Linked DNA regions of Mus musculus: region 1 is linked to region 2. The links are chromatin contacts, called in public targeted proximity ligation maps. All regions are on one chromosome and are shown on one strand. The core of a region is the stretch at or near the end of the contact, and the rest is flanking DNA. Distances in the headings are between cores, read along the strand shown.

Region 1 (5,896 bases), core at 3,206-5,705, 180 kb before region 2:
ACCATATTAAAGCTTTATCTCAAATAAGAGCTGTCTCTCAATAAAATGCCTCGTTGGTTATATATATCCTTAGCAACAATCAGGGATGCAAAAACTTGTGGCCCCAGTGACCTTGATGTTGTGAGATAAAGATGTTTTGGGTTTGGGGCTATCTTGTGCATGGTTTCCCCAGGCTTGGGTGGAGGGGAGCTAAAGTATCCTGTCAGCCCGTCTATTGAGAGTCTCTGGATTCCAAGCCCAAGAGTCAGGGCCATAGACTGAGACACCCAACCTAATACCAGTGTGGTGAATTTAAGCACATCAGAGTTCATGGAAACCAGGTTTAAAAATAGAGAATGGGGGCTGAAGGGATGGCTCAGCGTTTAAGAGGACTGACTGCTCTTCCAGAGGTCCCTGAGTTCAATTCCCAGCAACCACATGGTGCCTCACAACCATCTGTAATGGGATGCCATGCCTTCTTCTGGTGTGTCTGAAGAGAGTGACAGTGTATTCATATACATTAAATAAATAAATGAATAAATAAATTAATCTTAAAGAAAAAAAGAACAGAGAGCCATGTAGTGGCCAGTTAACCAGTACAGGAAATGTTGTGATGCCCCGTCCTCCTTTTTAGTAGCAGCTCTTACACCTGTGACATTCTAAGGAGGTGTTAGCTTTAACTGTTAAAAAGAACGATCCTGGTATCCAGTATCCATCATTGCAATGGCTAGTGTTTATTTGGGAGGTACCTGGGAAGGCAGTCCATAGGCTTGCAGGGTTTTTGTGTAATGCTGAACTGTGAGTTGGAGTTCTTCTCTTTCTTTCCACTTGATTTAGACTTGTGCTTCTAAGAATTTGGCAACTGCGCTAATTTCCTAAGCACCCGGAGGTCATTGTGTGCTTGGGCCGTGGTGTTGCTGATCAGAAGTGTGATGGGCAAGAACCCTGATACTGGGCTGCACCACCGCTCTCTGTCCTGGTGGTGTGTGTGTGTTTTTTTTTTTTTTTTTTAAATGACAGGTGCCTATTATTTTGGCCATTATCCCTAAGCCTCTCAGAAAACACACTAAGGACTTTGACCAGCCATTTGATTGTTTTTTTGTTTTTGTTTTCCCCCTTTGGAGTATTTTCTCAGTTGTGGTTCATAAAAACTTGCAGTACAAAAGGTTCTTTAAAATGTAATTAATTAGTTTTATGTGTATGCTGCTTTGTTGCATGGAAGTCTATATATTGCTTTTATGTGTTTGCTGCTGGAAGTGGGGATTGGATTTCCTGGGACTATAGTTACAGATGGTTTTATGAGTAGCCATCTTGGGGCTGGGTCCTCATCAAGAGCAGCAAATGCTTTTAATGTTGGGAACCACTTCTTCAGCCCCGTTTTTGTTTTGCTTTTGTTTTTCCAAGACAGGGTTTCTCTCTGTAGCCCCGGCTGTACTAGAACTCCATAGACCAGGCTGGTCTTGAACTCAGAGATCTGCCTGCCTCTGTTTCCAGAGTGCTGGGATTAAAGGCATGTACCACTTTTAATTTAGATAATTTAATTAATAAGTTAATTTAAATAATGAAACAGCAATAATGGAGTAATCCAGCCGCTTGTGGCAGCACACGCCTTTAATCCTACCACTCCTGGAGGGGCAAGTTTGCAGATCTCTGTGAGTTCTAGGTTAGCCTGGGCAACATAATAAGATCCTGTCTCAAAATAAACACAAACAGAAAACCACCACCACCACCAAAACCTACCCAATAATTCTCTTCGACAGGAATTAAATTCTATCTTTTTTATTAGCTTCTTGGATGGGACATATTCTGTTTTTCAGTTGTTATACATTAATATCGAGTGAGGAGTGGAAGCCAAAGCCAGTCAGCATTCCCACTTATTTGAAGGTTGGGTAGCTTAGGATGAAACAAAAATAAATGTGAAGTAAAACCGCATTAAGATTTGTGAACTTTTCATGGTAAGTCAGTAGTAGACTGTACAAATTGAAAGCATGAAGGCTATTGCTCTCTGAGCCTTGGGTGTCACTGTGTAAAGCACATGTGACTTGGTTCAGGAGAGCTCTCGAGTATATACCTTCCCAGCCCCACCATACCTTCATGAGCAGCACATGCAGAGACATCCTGGGAGAGCAGAAGTGTTGAGCACATGGCCTCTGTCTTGAGCCTGTGGACAACCCCACTCCCCCACCCCCATCCCCCATTTCTGCAATTCTTCTGACTGTTTGCCCATGGTGTGTCTGTGGGGCTCTTTTAACATCTGGCTGGATTCCCTTCCTTTTTCTGCTTTCTCCGAGTAGGTGATACATCGAAAGTTGCATGGCCAAATGCTGTTCATTCTTTTGTGATAAAGTGGTGGGGCGGGGAGGAGGTACTCCCGCCCTTCCAGGGAATAGCACTTTGTTTTCAAGTGCGGCCTGAAGAATGCAGATCACCAAATAGCTTGCCACGCGTAAAGGTTTTAACTTCTCAGGGTCTTTACAGAATGTGTTGTGTGGCGGGATTCTTGGTTTTCGTTAATGAATTAGCTTTATGGTGCTGCGGATGGAACCTACTTATATACTTCTGGTGCATACATGGAGCTATAAAGGGGGCTCTGACAAGGATGCTGTAGGAACCGCAAAGTTTGAGGTAGAAAAACAACCCCTTGCTTTGACTTAAGGAGGACAGTTGAGGTGCACGCTGATGTGAAGGAAAAGGAAAAGGAGACACTCTGAATTATAGCCGTTCTCTAGTTGTGTGCCTGTGGCGCCATTTGTGAAGTGTCCGAAGCCTCTGGCTGGTGACTTGTATTTAGTCATTTCATAGCAGGACATGCTATTTGATGAGTGCCGCCTGGCAGATGGTTACAGTTGGGTCTTTAACAGGATACAGGCTGCCATCCAGCCACAGTAGAGTATACTTTGTAATGTGCTTATTTGAACTTAGACTAATGTTTTAGCCTGACTAGACTTTGATGGGTGTGGCTTTTATGTTTCTCCTCCTCCTCCTGTTCTGTGTGAGGAGTAAATATAGTAATGGGGAAAATGTAATCTTGACACATCTCTGAATGAACACCTCCCGTCCCCTTTGTTGCTTCAGGAAGCTGTGGGTGGAACCCAGGGCCTGGAATATCCTAAGTACCTGCTGTGCCAGGTACTTATTAGAGTTAAAATTATTTTATTATATGCCTGCACTTATATTGCACAACAATGGGTACCTGTTGTCCCTTGGAGGCCAGAAGAGGCTTGGCAGATCCTCTGGGTCTGGGCTGACAGGTGATTGTGAGCAGAGAATGAAGTTCTGGGAATCAAACCCTGGTCCTTGGCAAGAACAGCTAGTGCTTTTAACTGCTGAGACACCTGTCCAGACCAGGTTTGTAGCTTTTTTTGGTGGTAAGTTTTTAGACTGTACACCAGTCTCAAAGTCCAGTTACATTTTTGCCATCCTAACAAAGGAAAACGTGGATCGTGATAGAGAAACTTTAGTTCCTTGAGTTGAAGGTAAGGCGAGCCAGGTGTTGTGTGACTTAATTTTTTATTTTACGGGGTGGACAAAACACTCAATCCCAGATTGGGAACCCATGATACACCCAATTTTTAGTGGTAAGGATACCACCAAAGTCCAGCTTGGCGACCCAGTGAGTTTTATTGGGGTTCCCTACAGGAATCTGAATTCAGGAATAGAAATGATCCCATATGGATGAGCACAGATCACCCCAGAATAACTCTTATCGCCAAAGTTCACCCCGGCATGGGTGACAGCTCACAAAGGCTGGGAACCTGGACCACACTGGACAGCCTGCAGGCAGCTCAGCAGATTGGAGGGTCCTTTGCAGCTTCAGGTGGCAGAAATGTCTTCCAAGCAGGTCTTTTTGCTTGAGAGTCGTCTTCCCCGCAGGGGTGTGTGTGTGTGTGTGTGTGTTTACCTCCCTGCCTAAGGAGCTCCCCTGCAGGACCAAAAGTTTTTAAGGTCTAATGCTTTCTAGTAGTATTTGTTCCTTCTAGGGCTTGGAGCTTCTAGGGCCTTTGTTCTCAGGAGGAAGGAAAAAGAAATTTGTCAGCCGGCCTCATTGCTTTAATGTCCGACTATAGCAATTTGTTTACATGATCTGAGAGCTGATCCTACCCACTTGGCTCAAGTTCAGTTTCTTCTTTTTGCCTTACAAGGATAGCAGGCGCACCTGAGAACCTGGGTGGGTGGGGTTTCACCCAGGAGAGTCATCCCTGTAGCTCGGAGACAACACCTTCACGTCACCGGCCACTCTCAGTCTCCGGAGGATTCAGCGGAGTAGAATCGATGAGATTAGTGAGGGAGGTTCTTAGCAAAACTAAAGGACTTCCTGGTGAGCTCAGTTTCCGACCGAGGAGCAGGCTTCTTCCTCTTTAGCCCTCTTCAGTGAGGAGTCAGCTGCTCGGCTGTGTGGGATTGGCTGGTGTACACCTGCCCCTGTTTCCTCCGGCCACTGCATACCGCCAGTCACTTCCCATTAGCTGTGAGCCCTGCCCTTGTGTGAGTCAGAGTGGTAGGCACAAGGGCTCTCGGGGCAGGGCATCAGACGAAGTCACTGTGTACTTATCAGATTGACTCGATTTGGGAAGGCATGAGCTAGCATGACTCAGACTAGTGGCGAACTTAATTGAGAGAATTCCTCATATTTCTGTAGCGAATGGATGATAGTTGGATGAACTAAAAAGTCTTAACCAAAAAAAGTGTAGAATTGCTTCTGGACCTCTCAGTGTGCTGTTGTTGAGATGGGGCTGTGTTTAGCTCAGGTTGGTCTCCATTAAAATTGTTACTGTGTTGCAGAACTTAGGCCCAGAAGCAGCAGAAACTGCAGCGCTAATTAACTGGCCACTTTATGTGAGTTGCAGACCTCAGCTCTGCTTAGTTTAGATGGCTAATAAAGTCATCTGTGGCCCCTAACTTCCTGGGGGCTCTCAGTGCTCGAGTGTAAAGCTTAGAGAACATTCTAAGGAGTTTGGAGCAAGATATTCCAAATTACTTGCTCTTTCAGCTATATGTGTGTGTTATTTTCTTATTTTTTTTCTTTTAAAAAGGCATCCATTGGATTCTTTCAGAAAGACGTTTTTAAAAAGACATACTGTTTAACGGCAAAGGTCCCAGGGAGCCTGGTAGTTGCTTAGCTCACAGAGCAATGGAAAGATCTGTTATTAAGTTGCAGCTTGAATAATGTACTAGCCAGAGCCACAGGGTTCTCTTCCCTCAAGCCAGTAGCGACTGTCTTCTCCTCCCTTTTCCAGATTTTATTTTAATTTTTTTCTGGAATTATTTTTTTCTCTATATGTATGGTGTTTTGCCGTCTTGTATGTCTGTGTACTCGGTGGTTGTTTGCGCCTTATACTCTCAGAGGCCAGACAAGAATCTCACATCCCTGGAGCCGGAGCTAGAGACTTCCTTTTTCCTCCATCTGTATATTAGGTCTGGCTGTGTGTCCTGGAGCTCACTATGTAGACTAGGTGAGATCCTCCTGACTGGGATTAAAGATGTGCACCACCATGCCCAGTTTATAGACACAGACTTGTTAAAAGGAAAAATGTGCGCTTAGCACAAAGGAGATGTATTTGCTCTGGAGGGACAGAGGTCAGGGTTAAGGGATGAGACAGGAGCCAGAGGAAGAGGGAGAACGGAGAGAAAAGAAAGAAGAGGGTTATTTGTCTTGGAATGGGATAAAGGGCTGCCTCTGGATGGAGAGGGGACAGGCAAATGATGGTTTATAAAGGTGAAATGGGAAACCCTGTGCTGAGATGAAGTGTTTAATTTTAATTGTGCATGTTAATTAGGTGCCTGAAGGGAGCTTTTGATTGCTAGACTTTACAGCTGGACCTTGGTAGTCAGTTTCTGGAATAGGAATTAGCAATAAGGAAATAGACCATGGGGGGTTAGCCTTTGGAATGGATAGCAGTTTGGTGTGTTTGTTTGT
Region 2 (6,186 bases), core at 368-2,867:
AATCCACGCCTGTGTTGACAGTGAGCCCTGGGGGATCTTTCTACGTGGCCCAGGCCTACTGTTCACAGAATTCACCCTGTGTTTCTCACCCTTGAGGTAGACTGGGCTTCTTTGGCCTTCTGGGAATCAAAGCCAATCATGTGATTCACTTTTGCCACAAAGCTATGAGCTAAAGTGACGGGCATCATTGTCACCCCTAATTAGTGCAATTATAGGATACTCCCTGGAGTCTGAACTTCACATGAACTGCTAGTGACCTTTGCCGTTGCATAGTCATACCCATACCCATACACACACATATACACATACATATACACATACCCATATACATAAACATACACACACATATACACATACATATACACATGCCTCTCTCTCTCTCTTTCTCTCTCTCTCTTAAAAATAAAATAAACCTTGCCCGAGATTGCTTGACATGGAACCATACACATCATATTCTGTACGATACATGCTGCGTGTGTAGCAAGGGTATTTTTTCCCCTTAAATAATAAAACCATTGTTCTGCATCTTTCCTTAAGGTGGACTTAGGTGAAGGCAAGATCTGCTTCTGTTGTGAAGAATTTCAACCAGCCAAATGCACAGACAAAGAAAATGCCTTGAAACTCTTCCCGGTCCAGCCTTGTAGTGCTGTGCACCTTCTGCTTAAGGTATGATGGCCAGCTCATAGTCTCTACCAGGAATGCTCCCCAGGGGCCCAAGAGGCCGCTCCTTGAGATATTCCCATTTGGTGGCTGCCTGAAAATGGTCAGGCTGCTACAAGCAAGTATGAGCAGCCCTAATAACCTGAAGTTACTGAGCGGCCCTTCACTACCCTGCCGTTAGAATGGAGTGTGGAGGAGGCCACAGATTGTGTTTTAAATTATGTGGAGACAGATTTCATTGCATATAAGAATTATAAACTGGTCTACAGAGTGAGTTCCAGCACAGCCAGGGCTGCACAGAAGAACCCTGTCTCTAAAAACCCAAAAAACAAAACAAAACAAAAAAAGAATTATAAGCTGGTGAAAAATGCAAAGGAGTCTAGCTATGCGTATGTATATGCTTGCACACACATCCGAGGTATAGCTTTCTGGAAAGCCTCATTTGCACGCTCACTTGGCATTGTCGTTCATTCGTAGTGAGTTGCATGAGCGTGTTGAATGTCACCATTCTATGACACATAGACTAAGATCAGCCAGGAAATGGCAGTAGACCCTTGAGTTCTTTATATCTTGTTTAATAGGCAACATTAAGTAAAGAAATTTAGGAGAATACACCAAGGATTCAGGTCAAAGGGAAATGCAAACTCAGCCTTTATAATGGAGCTGAGCCACTGAAGTCTGACTGGATTGGGTGGCAAAATCAGCTAATGGCCTCTTAGCTGTTGTTAGTCAACCACTTCTTTAGATCTTTGCTTCTCAGGGAGGAGGAGGAAGCTCGGAGAGAAAGTTCTGCAGAGCTTCAAGCTCTGGGTAGCATAGTACTTAGAAATGTCCTGCTTGCCTTGGTTTCTGCATGTTTGACTCTTGAGTCATCTGGAACTTTCTAAGCCTGACTTAGCTTGAGGAAAGCCCCTGAAGGAGCCAAGGCTGTAGCCACAGCAACCTTCAGTGTTGACTTAGCTGCTATTTTAAGGAAAGAAGACCTATTTACACTCCCTGACTGCTCCTGGTTCCCACTGTGTGGTAGCTGAGTGCCCGGGCCACCACTGCCTGTTGCTCCCAAAACAGAAGCAGTGACCACATGCTAAGGAGATTCCATCCTGCAGGAAGTGCTGTCCCTTGGGTGGGTGAGGGCACCAACTAGAGAAGAGTCTCAATGTTCTTCTAGAGGGAACTTTATAGATACTATTCAGAGGCTTGTAAAAAAAAAAAAAAAAAAAAGGTCCCTCCATGTCTTTGGAAAATTGGCTCTAGCACCCCTGAGGATACCGAACTCTGTCACACCAAGCTCCTTCTATAAAGTGGCATAGGATAGATAGCACATAGCCTTTACACACTCTTCTGCATGGTTGCAATGTATTTTGCAAATAGTTGTTATATCATTTAAGAAAAAAAAAGATAGGAAAAGGGCCTGTCCATGTTCAGCATAGTCTTGTTTGTTTTTGCTTTTGCTTTTGCTTTTGTTTTGAGTAGTTTCCATTTTGGTTCAGTTGAATCTGAGAAGGTGAACCCATGGATATGGTAGGTTTCTTTGGGTTACTTATTTTTTTAAATTGGAGTTTGTCCTGGCACTCAGATGCTCCTGCCTCGAGCCTTTAGAGTGCTAGGGTTATAGCTGTGTCTTATTATATGTAGTTTAGCTTGTTTTTGTTTGTTTGTTTGTTTGTTTGATTAGACAGTTTTACTGTATTACCAGTCCAGGTTTGAACTTATGACCCTCCTGCCTTAGTCTTCAAAGTAGCTGGAAATATACGATTTTAAAGTAAGAAATCTACATTCTGACCAGGGGGTCATAATAGCCAGCATTTATTTCACACTTGCATAAGCCCGATGCTATGTGACCCCCTGCCCCCATCATCTCAGAAGCTTGCCAGTTCAGACAGCATAGTTATCAACACATTTTACACATCTCTCTGACTGGTGGTCTTGTTTCCAGAAAGTCCTGTTTGCCCTGTGTGCCTTGAACGCCTTGACCACCACAGTGTGTTTGGTGGCTGCTGCCCTGCGCTACCTCCAGATCTTTGCCAGCAGAAGGCCATGTATTGTAAGTGTGTGGAAGCACTGTGTGGTATTTCCACCTAGCAGTCCATCCCTACTGTGTGTGGAAGCACTGTGTGGCATTAACCTAGCAGTCCATCCCTACTGTGTGTGGAAGCACTGTGTGGCATTTCCACCTAGCTGTCCATCCCTACTATGTGTGGAAGCACTGTGTGGCATTTCCACCTAGCAGTCCATCCCTACTGTGTGTGGAAGTACTGTGTGGCATTTCCACCTAGCTGTCCATCCCTACTGTGTGTGGAAGCACTGTGTGGCATTTCAACCTAGCAGTCCATCCCTACTGTGTGTGGAAGCACTGTGTGGCATTTCAACCTAGCAGTCCATCCCTACTGTGTGTGGAAGCACTGTGTGGCATTTCCACCTAGCTGTCCATCCCTACTGTGTGTGGAAGCACTGTGTGGCGTTTCCACCTAGCAGTTCATCCCTACTGTGTGTGGAAGCACTGTGTGGCATTTCCACCTAGCTGTCCATCTCTACTGTGTGTGGAAGCACTGTGTGGCATTTCAACCTAGCTGTCCATCCCTACTGTGTGTGGAAGCACTGTGTGGCATTTCCACCTAGCTGTCCATCCCTACTGTGTGTGGAAGCACTGTGTGGCATTTCAACCTAGCAGTCCATCCCTACTGTGTGGGGAAGCACTGTGTGGCATTTCCACCTAGCAGTCCATCCCTACTGTGTGGGGAAGTACTGTGTGGCATTTCCACCTAGCAGTCCATCCCTACTGTGTGTGGAAGCACTGTGTGGCATTTCAACCTAGCAGTCCATCCCTACTGTGTGTGGAAGCACTGTGTGGCATTTCAACCTAGCTGTCCATCCCTACTGTGTGTGGAAGCACTGTGTGGCATTTCAACCTAGCAGTCCATCCCTACTGTGTGTGGAAGCACTGTGTGGCGTTTCCACCTAGCTGTCCATCCCTACTATGTGTGGAAGCACTGTGTGGCATTTCAACCTAGCAGTCCATCCCTGCTGTGTGTGGAAGCACTGTGTGGCATTTCCACCTAGCAGTCCATCCCTACTGTGTGTGGAAGTACTGTGTGGCATTTCAACCTAGCAGTCCATCCCTACTGTGTGTGGAAGCACTGTGTGGCATTTCAACCTAGCAGTCCATCCCTACTGTGTGTGGAAGCACTGTGTGGCATTTCCACCTAGCTGTCCATCCCTACTGTGTGTGGAAGCACTCACTGTGTGGCGTTTCCACCTAGCAGTTCATCCCTACTGTGTGTGGAAGCACTGTGTGGCATTTCAACCTAGCAGTCCATCCCTACTGTGTGTGGAAGCACTGTGTGGCATTTCAACCTAGCTGTCCATCCCTACTGTGTGTGGAAGCACTGTGTGGCATTTCAACCTAGCAGTCCATCCCTACTGTGTGTGGAAGCACTGTGTGGCGTTTCCACCTAGCTGTCCATCCCTACTATGTGTGGAAGCACTGTGTGGCATTTCAACCTAGCAGTCCATCCCTGCTATGTGTGGAAGCACTGTGTGGCATTTCCACCTAGCTTTCCATCCCTACTGTGTGATCCATTGCTTTTCTCCTGTTACGCTGTTTAACCAGGATGAATCCCAGATGTCTGCAGAGGACGTGGAAGAACACGGTCGGATTCCAGACCCAGATGACTTTGTGCCACCAGTGCCTCCTCCTTCTTACTTTGCCACATTTTACTCCTGCACACCTCGGATGAACCGCAGGTATAACTCCTATGTCACGCTGGGGTCTCTGTGGTATGCCCTGCCTTGAGACTTGTGTAGTCTCCAGAACACTCCACCCGAGCTTCCACTTTTCTTTTTAATCCAAAATCCAGGCAGATTGGTCTGTCCGATTAGCTTTCTTTCCCTGTCTTGTTTTTCTCCGATAAACTAGACGACTCCAAAGATAAGTCCCAATCTTGACCTAGAGATAAACTCTTTCAATTTCTTTTAGCTTCCTAGGGAAAACTGACACCCGGTGAGATAACAGCTGTAATTTGACAGCATTGGGGGTTTCTGTTGCCCTGGAAACATGCCCAGTTAGGCAGAATCGATGTTTCATTATAACACCATCAGCTGGTCCCAAGAGCCGTGACATTCTTTGCAGTCACCAAGAAAAAAATTAATTATTAATTGCATCTTTCTGGCTTGGAAAAAAAAATGGACACCATGGTTAATTTTTCTTTTCAAATTCTAGCTCAAAATTTTGACTATTTTCCTTAAATATCAGAAATTATTATTTGTAGAGTGAAGTATGTATTGATCTGGTTGTTAGTAATGCCTAGGATTAAATCTTTAAAGAATGATCTCATTTATTCATTCAGCAAACATTACCAATCTTCTCCTCCTTGCTTGGTGCTGTTCTGGGTTATAGAAATTCAAAATGAATTAGCCCAGCTTCCTCTGTTCCAAGCCATGAGCTCAGTTTAGATCCTAACATGAGAGTTAGAATCACAGCACTCCATGCCCAGAGGTCTCCCAAACCCAGAAGAGCCAACTGGGTCACCCAGTCAGCCCTGGCATCCCTAGAGAAGTGACTTTATGCTGAGTTTAAAGGTTAAACCCCAAAGAGAAAAAAGTCTCTGGTGTCTAAGGGGAGATTAGCATCTTTAGCTTGATATCTGGGGTCAAGCAGTGTAGTTTGGGATATCTGTAGTACGCGTAGAGTCATCAGTCAGATGTGGTCCATGTTTGGGGGCTGTTGGAAAAACACTTTCTAATGTTCATAGTTCAGAACAGCTATGAATGCATTTGGAAGAGGCCCCACCTAAGCTCTGCTCTCGTTCTTTGACTCTTATCCCACCCCTCCTGGAATACCTACCCAGGCAGAGGCAGAGATGGTCAGAAAGCTGGGAGAGGGGCTGTCAGCTGGGTGAACAAATTATCTTGGGACAGCAAGGCTTTTCTTTGTTTGGGGAGCGGTCTGCTGACATTGCAGAACATGGGGCAAGGATGGAGTGATTCTGACCCTTTCAGAAACTGAGAGGAGCAGCGCAGATGCTGAAGAGGGTTGGCGAGAAAGCACGTGTTCCCTGTGGGTAGTCTCTGGGTTTTAAACCCTCTCCCCTACCAGCTGATTCTTCTCCATTACTACTCATAGAGGATCCCAGAGAAAACAACTTTCAAGCCAATAAGAATCCTGTTCATCCCTGTCTTAGTCAGAGTTCTATTGAATCAAAGAGACACCACGGCCATGGCAACTCTTATAATGGAAGGCATTTAACTGAGGCTGGCTTAGAGTTTAGTCCATTGTCATCATGGTGGGAAGCATGATGGCAGGCAGGCAGACATGGTGCTCGAGAAGGAGCTGAGAGTTCCATATCTGAATCTGCAAGTATCAGGAAGGGAGAAAGCTACTGGGCCTCGAAACCTTAAAGCCCACCCCCAGTGACACACCCACTCTATCCCTCCCAAGTAGTGCCACTCCTGATGACTAAGCATTCAGGCATATAAGCCTATGGCAGGCATTCCTCGTTCAACCACCACAGTCTCCATAAGCTTATA

What was found.
Region 1: a contact with region 2 is called in a targeted proximity ligation map of pancreatic cancer cells. A contact is called at or near these places in 1 of 484 Hi-C or Micro-C datasets (uterus), 2 of 130 datasets of targeted methods (embryonic stem cells and pancreatic cancer cells) and 1 of 9 other capture datasets (pancreatic islet).

Annotation. Positions count from the first base shown.
Region 1 is chr19:24,165,175-24,171,070 of GRCm38.p6, reverse strand. All of the region lies in intron 2 of Tjp2 (tight junction protein 2), which reads left to right. Among named protein-coding and RNA genes, the nearest start is that of Tjp2, 57 kb to the left of the region's middle.
Region 2 is chr19:23,982,927-23,989,112 of GRCm38.p6, reverse strand. It overlaps Fam189a2 (family with sequence similarity 189, member A2), which reads left to right. Exons shown (of 11, transcript NM_001114174.1): 4 at 538-666; 5 at 2,597-2,704; 6 at 4,271-4,404. Among named protein-coding and RNA genes, the nearest start is that of Fam189a2, 45 kb to the left of the region's middle.